Regions from separate parts of the Zea mays genome. Here region 1 is linked to region 2. A link is a contact called in public Hi-C data. All regions are on one chromosome and are shown on one strand. The core of a region is the stretch at or near the end of the contact, and the rest is flanking DNA. Distances in the headings are between cores, read along the strand shown.

Region 1 (3,716 bases), core at 629-3,128, 290 kb after region 2:
TTGATAGACTATGATAATGGTAGCCGGAAGTATGGGTCGGAATTTATTAATATAGCGACACGAAGACCTAGCCCTATCATCACATCAGCCTCCTTTTTTGCAGACGGCACTTTCGGATATACTAGGATATATTGTGCGTTAATGATGATTGCCATTCCTCTCAGTCTCGCATTTGTTAACAGCTGTGAGTTGAGAGGTGACATTCCATTAGTCAGAAACAGCTTCCCCGTTGAGCACTTAAAAACATTGCTGGGCTGGGTATATGGAAGCTTCACAGCAGCGAAGGAATTAACACAAAGAAACAACAGAAACGAAGAAAGCCGTTGCTTCAGAAATCAAGTGTGCAAGCGGTCCAGTTTACGCGGTGGTAATGGTGTTCATATCTTTTCGTAATTGACATACACAACCATTATATTGGTGAAAAATACATGCAGCTCCTGTCCTCAAGACTCGGGCAGAGGCGCAGAGCACATCCTTCTAATGGTGTATACATATGCTTTCCCTGTCTATCGTGGCCATGGACTTTGCAATACCATAGATACCATACGAAAACACGAAACGGGAGAAGCAAGGAAACGTTACAAATCGTACATGTGGATACAACACTAAAACAAGCGTTCCACACAGCTAGCACGGCACTGATCACTGTGCCTGATCCCGTGGAGTGAAGCGGTGAACGGTCCGACCCACAGGACAACTGAACTGAACTGAACTGCACAGGCGGCGGCGGCAAGACAGAGGAACTGGTGAAGAAGAGGCCGGTGGGTTCAGAAGAAGGAGCGCTTGGTGGAGGGCGCCCTCCCCACGGCCCTCATGAAGTTGGCGAGCTCCAGCACTCGCGCCACCTTGGTGCCCCGCTTGGCCTCCGCGGACGCGCGCTTCTCCTCCGCCTTCCGCCGCGCCTTGGCCACCTCGTTCTGCGCCTTCTCCATCGCCTTGGCACGCTTCTCCTCAAGCTTCCTCTGTGCCATACAACATAACAACACTGACGATATCAGAACTGGGCAATCCAGATACATGATTAGGGGGGGTTTGCTGGGTTTTGAAGCTATAGACCCATGGATATTAATTACCTCGTACTTCTTGAGCCACGCGCTGGCCTTCTCGACCTGGTCGCCCTCCCAGCCGTTGATGACGACCTCCTCGCGCTTGAAGCGGTTGTTGACCTTGGCCACCTCGGCGACCTGCCACGCGGCGATCTTGGACTCCACCTCCTCCTTCCTGACCTGCCCCACGGACACCCCCCCGCCTTCGCGGCTTCCGTGCCCGTCGGCGGCCACCAGCGCCGCCGCGTCGGCGCCCGGGGCGGCGGGCGGCGGGCCCCGGCGCGGCGACGGGATGGGGTTGCTGTCCGGCACGATGGCCAGCGGGTTGGTCTCCTCCAGCTCCTCCTCCTCCTCCTCCTCGGCCCTGCCCACGACGTCGCTGCCGGCGTCACGGCTGTCTGCTGCGGCGCTGGCTGCTGCGGCGACCATGGCCGAGAACTCCCTGGTCATAGTCGGGAAGGGCTCGCTGGGCGCGGTGTCGCTCCCCACGGAGCGGACGGACGTGTGCCTGCTCCCGCCCGCGGCGGACCCCCACGGCTCGCCGCCGCGCGCCCGGCGGTACGACGACGGCTGGCTCGGCGGCGGGCTCAGCGCGTGGATGTCCCTGAACTCCTCCTCCTCCTCCTCGTTCTCCGCCACCGGCTGCAGCCACCTGTCCTGACGCTCGACGCCGCCGCCGCTGCTGCTAGTGCTAGCCGCCGTCTGCTCACTCAACATGTGGCACGCCGCTTCCTCCCTCTTCGTCGACGCTAAGTCTCTAGCGGCCGCGAAACCATCTGCCGCTATGCTGGTCAGCTACCTGGTCGAAGGGCTTGGCGCCGCCGGGTGTGCGGTGGTGGTGGTGGTGGTGTGTGGTGGGTAGGATGGTGGCGGGGGCGCGCCTTCTTAAATAGAAGCCGGAGGCGGTGCCTGGCCAGCGCCCACCACACTAGCGTAGGGCGGCGAACCAACAGAGGAACAGATTGGTGTTATTTTACAGGACCATTGGCCGTCCTGGATACTTATTTCCCAAATTTCACGTCCATTTCTCGCGGCTTTTTCGTGACCTTCGTCTCGCTTTCCCGGCACCGGAGCAAACTGGCGTTTTTTTTTTTGGGTGTGTGGGGTGGGAGGGGCACGGGTCGCGTGGCGTGGGCAAAGTGCGCTGACTCACAACCGATCAGTGCCTGAGTTTTCATGTTATCTTCTCCCGGTTAGATACGCCTGCGCGCACGTCAAGTTGTTTTCGTTATCGATGTGCAATGGGCAGGTATCATTGGTGGCGACCATTCCAGTGCTTCCGGTAGCGGCGGTGCAGTGTGCGGAGATATCATATCCGAGCAAATTGACACACGACTGAATTAAAGCCACTCTGCGGTGATTATGCATGCTGACCGAATTCCAGTCGATTTTAGCCTCTCGAGCAAGGGTTTGTAGCCCTCCACAGCTGATGATAAGGAACAAACAAGAGGAGGAGGACCTCAGCGGAAACAACTCTTTACCACATACAGCGCCGGTATGATTTCAGATCGTTATCAATCTTATTAAACTTTCGTTTGACCGGGGCGGACAAATTTTTGTGACGTACGCCTCCTCCTATTCACGTACCAGCCGGATAGAAAGAAAAGAGAGAGAAAGGGATAGATATTCCGTTATTATGGGTGGGGGATTAATTAGAGACGTGGTCGGCCGCGGCAACACACGTCACCGTCACACGAACACGATCAGAAGAGTGGGCTTGCTGTGACGAAATTGACCGCGTGCACTGACGGGTGAAACATGACGGAGACGGACGCAGGCGGAGGCGGTGGGGAATTAGCGTTAACCCCGCGTGGGGGCCCTGATAGCTCTGCTGCGTCGATGTGATAATTAATAATAAACGGCGCCCATTACAAATAAACCGGTAGACGTGGACAAGGCGTGGGCTGGGCCTGGGCCCTGCCAATATCGAGGGAGATACGTCTGGTGGAAGCATCTTTTTTGCGAGCGAGAGTCTGTGGCGTGCCATCTAAAGATGGCAACCGTTAAAAACTCGTTAGGTATTACTTGCTCAAATTTATATCCGCGAAGAAAAAATACGGCTGCTAAAAAACTCATACCCATGACGGATATAAAATTTGCCTAAACCTATACCTGTGGGGATTTCGGGTACCCAACGGGTTTTCCATACCAACTAACACCAACATAAAAAATAATTCACCATGTAAATAACAATCAATACATTAATAAGCTAGGATAAAAGGAACAAGTGATAACTAATTTTAGCTTAAAATTTGTTATATAAAGTTTATTTCAATTAGAACATATCCAATTAATAATATTATAAGATATATTTATAATGAATGATGATGTTAAGGCAGGTTTTAAAAACCTTTGCGGGTATGGGTAGTGGAAGAATTTTGAGGTGGGGTGGTAGACTGGTATATAGTTGGCTCTCAGAGCTCGGAAGGGGAAACGGAACGGGGGTGCAGAACGGCCCCCAAGGCCGCAGAACGCACTAGGGGACCAGTGTCGGAATCGCGAAACTGTGCAGTGCACACCTGCTGCCGCGCGCACACAGACACACGGACACACGGACGTGGGTGTGGCCCACCGTGTGTCCCTCCTCCCGTTTCACGTTTCGACGCGGCATCTTTCACACTTGCTAAGCACTCTCTCTCTCTCTCTCTCTCTCTCTCTCTCTCTCTCTCT
Region 2 (3,493 bases), core at 448-2,947:
GCAAATAAGATCCTGAAAAGATTATCAATCAAGATATCACGCACAGCTTTGAATGCATCATATGCGAGTGAATTATATATTTTTTTATTGTTTTTAACTGCTACTATTATATGCAACATATATTCTGGTTAAAACATTGTCATAAAAGTTGCAGACCTTTTTTTTAATGTGGAACTAGATTTTTTTATTTTAGTGCCAACATAGTAACTGTACAATACAATGTGAGCGAAGCAAACCATCGCTAGCACTGAGACTCCCCCCCCCCTCCCTGCCCCGTGCAATCTTTTTTGACAAACATTTTCATGTGCATAAATAATTGTAAGCGTGAAAAAAAATCAATTTGCTACGGGTAGCTGGTACTTTAGGAATCTTGCTAAACGGCACCGGTACATGAAAATTGAGAAACATTTTTACATGTGCATTTGTTGTGTGTCCTGTACCAATAGCTACACTTTTAATAAATTCCACTATCTCGCTTCTTTTTTTTCAAAAAACACTATGTATCGCTGAGCAGAAGTCAAATAAATATTATTCCACAGCAAAAAAACAGAATTATAAATAAATATTGGTTAAACGTGGCTAAATAAAGAAGATGGTGGTGATGTGGTCAAACTTTTGGGAAAAAATGTATTCTCCGAAATTTAAACCAATCAATCCGACCATATCCGCCAAACAGCCTAAACACCGTGAAAAACTGTACAGGATTAGCAAAATATCACATGTGACGCACCAAAACATGTGTCAGCGTCAGCGCCGAACATCCCCGGCTGGGATTCGAGGCACGGAAGGACAAAAGGGAAGTTGCTAGCGAGTTCAACAATGTCATCCGGTAGCATCTACAATGCTTCTAAATCTGTGATACGTCCGAGGTCCTCCTAACAGTTGGTTTTGCCTTTCCGCGTTCCATCATTTCCTAATGCAAATATACACGATTTTTACTAGGTTCAAAGAGAAGGGGAAAAAAAAAGCTTTGCGCTAATCATGGCTGCATTTTCGTCAGGGTAGCAAAGCAAAGGGAAGAAAAATAACAACGACGACATTTTTCAGTCATCCCCCCCACCAAAGCATTAGCATCCCAGCTGGCAGCTACTGCGTGTTACGCTCAATCCACTAATCGCTTTATGAATCCTCACAAGCAAGGCACCGATTCACAGTCTATGCCCCCAAATTTTTCGCGAGTTGCACAGCGAATTGCGCCAGGTCGTAAGGGAGTCAACAGGGACCGATCTTGCGCGTCAGAGAAAACAGGAACGAAATCGAGCCATTGAATTAACATCAATGGATGCATGTATTAGACCACTAGCCTGTCGCCAAGCAGAGAAATCCGCTTATAAGTTTTATATATAACCGATGGGCTGGACGATGTAGAGATGCGGATTCGATTGCGCGCACAGGGATGAGATCCCACGCAAGTACGCAACACAGTTCAAGTAACCATCCATCGAAGCAAGATGAGGAAGGAGGCTTACCAGAAAATGGAAACGCCCGCAGGCCCGGACGGATCTCCACTCCACGCGATTCAGCCGAGAGGGCAACGACGAAGACGAACGAGGAAACACGCGAATTACTTCGAGATGGATGACGTGCTCCGGCGGCGGGATGCCGGAGATGCGACCGCTGGCGAAGTGGACGTGCGGCGGCGATGGTGCTGCCTGGCGTGGCGCGGGCGCTGCCGAAGTGCAGAGGACGACGATGGTGTGTGTGTCTGTGTGTGAGACGGACTGAGACCGTGTGAGAGTTGCTTTGAGGCTAAACGGGGCAGCAGAAGGGAGGACGTGGAACTGGACCCAGAGAATTTAAGCGGGCTAGGCCGGGCCAGTAGAAATCCTACTGGGCTTACAGAGGCCTCACTGAACCACCCTGTTACATTACTGGGCCTAGGCTTGGCTATAGATTTTGAACTCTTTCGCTGCCGGCTTGATCAAACTAGTAGTGTGTCGTCTGCGCTAAAGCTACGTTAAACTACAAAACATGATAAAATTTATAAAATAAATAGCTATATCTATTAATATTAGCGTATTATACATAGTACAACTAAATATTTATGTGACATAATGAATATTATCTCTATTTCTTTATTGTCGCATTTTTGTTGAAAAATAAACTAGCAGACTCAAGAGATCAAGTAGAGACTTCATAGAGGAGCGGTTGGGTGCTTTGAATCTACCTCAATGTGGGCTATGGGTGACCGGCAAGTCATTGACACCACGAGAAAAATCATTGTGTCAAGTGTTGTCAACTCCCCGTTGGTTTTCAACTTTCCTCACTAGCTTGTATTTACTTGTTCATATGCTTATGCTAGTGAGTATTTGTTGCTCTTGTATATCTAGTCATACTTGTTGTAAAATAATTACTCACTTGTTAGCTTGTGTAGCTGATCCATTTTGCTTAGCTTGTGTAGCTAAGTAGTTGTTTCTCTCTCGTTGTGCTTGTGTAGTGCAACTAGTGAGTTTTGCTAGTAGTGGCTTGTGCTTTGTGCGCTTTGCTTAGTAGTATGGTTAGGAGCTCTCGGTGTGCTTAGAATTATAGTTGCATAAGTTTGTATGATCTTGCTAACTAGATTTAGGTGGGAGAGCTCTTTCACTAACTTGGCACCTTAGTTGCTTCGATTAGAATCTTTTGTCAGGTGTTTGTTATAGTTAAAGGGGTACAGTCTTGGCTAGACCAAAACAGTATTAATTCCAAATTTATTCGTGTTAGCCAACATAATTAGTTTTAGAAAGAACTATTCACCCCCATCTAGTCCATCATCTAGATCCTACAAGTGGTATCGGAGCCTGGTTCTCTCATTTGGTGGCCTTAACCAACCCGAGAGTAAGTAGGATGGCGACTAAAGGTATAGTGGTTACTTGTGATCCACACATTTGGCACACACTTTGCACAGAGGAAAGCTTGTAAGAGTTATTATTCCCGTGTTATTGATGCGAAATTATGGTGGATTGTGAGTGTTGGCTTTTCTAGTCCCTTGGATGAGAAAACAAAAGATCTCACCCAAGCCAAAGATAAATGCTTACATCTTGAATACCAAGATACTAACATTTTATATCAATGGATAAGTGATGAGGTGTTCAAGGAAATTATGTATATGAATACCGCTGATGATATTTGGACATAACTTGATGGTGTATATGGGAGGATCTCTAACGAGGATGTTGAGCACATCCACAACATAGTGGTTGTGGAAGATTGCTCCACCTCATGGTCAAGTGATGATGATGAAGGCATACCATAAGTTCACTTGATAATCATGACTGTGATGGCTCAAACTCAAGTGATGCAAATGATTGTTCTATCTCAAGCATACTTGATGATTATGGTGATTGTTCATGCTCGGACGATGTTATCGCTTCTACAAGCCCATCCATTACACCACATTGCTTCATGTCACAAGGTAATACGAAGGTATATTGTAATACTCAAAATTGTATAAAGGGATTATATAGTGATTTCCTTATTATATGTTCCTCGCTTGCATCATAAAAAGAGCATACAT

Evidence for each region. A called contact is a pair of places that touch in the nucleus more often than the background predicts.
Region 1: a Hi-C map of ear shows a contact between it and region 2, with 1.7 times the contacts expected there. The contact joins the promoter of LOC100284456 here to the promoter of LOC100279470 in region 2. A contact is called at or near these places in 6 of 25 Hi-C or Micro-C datasets (bundle sheath, ear, leaf and 1 more).

Annotation. Positions count from the first base shown.
Region 1 is chr7:167,971,412-167,975,127 of Zm-B73-REFERENCE-NAM-5.0, forward strand. It overlaps LOC100284456, which reads right to left and starts at 1,879. Exons shown (of 2, transcript NM_001157351.2): 1 at 1,074-1,879; 2 at 360-962. The coding sequence starts at 1,763. The coding sequence ends at 768.
Region 2 is chr7:167,686,470-167,689,962 of Zm-B73-REFERENCE-NAM-5.0, forward strand. It overlaps LOC100279470, which reads right to left and starts at 1,698. Exons shown (of 4, transcript NM_001360975.1): 1 at 1,470-1,698.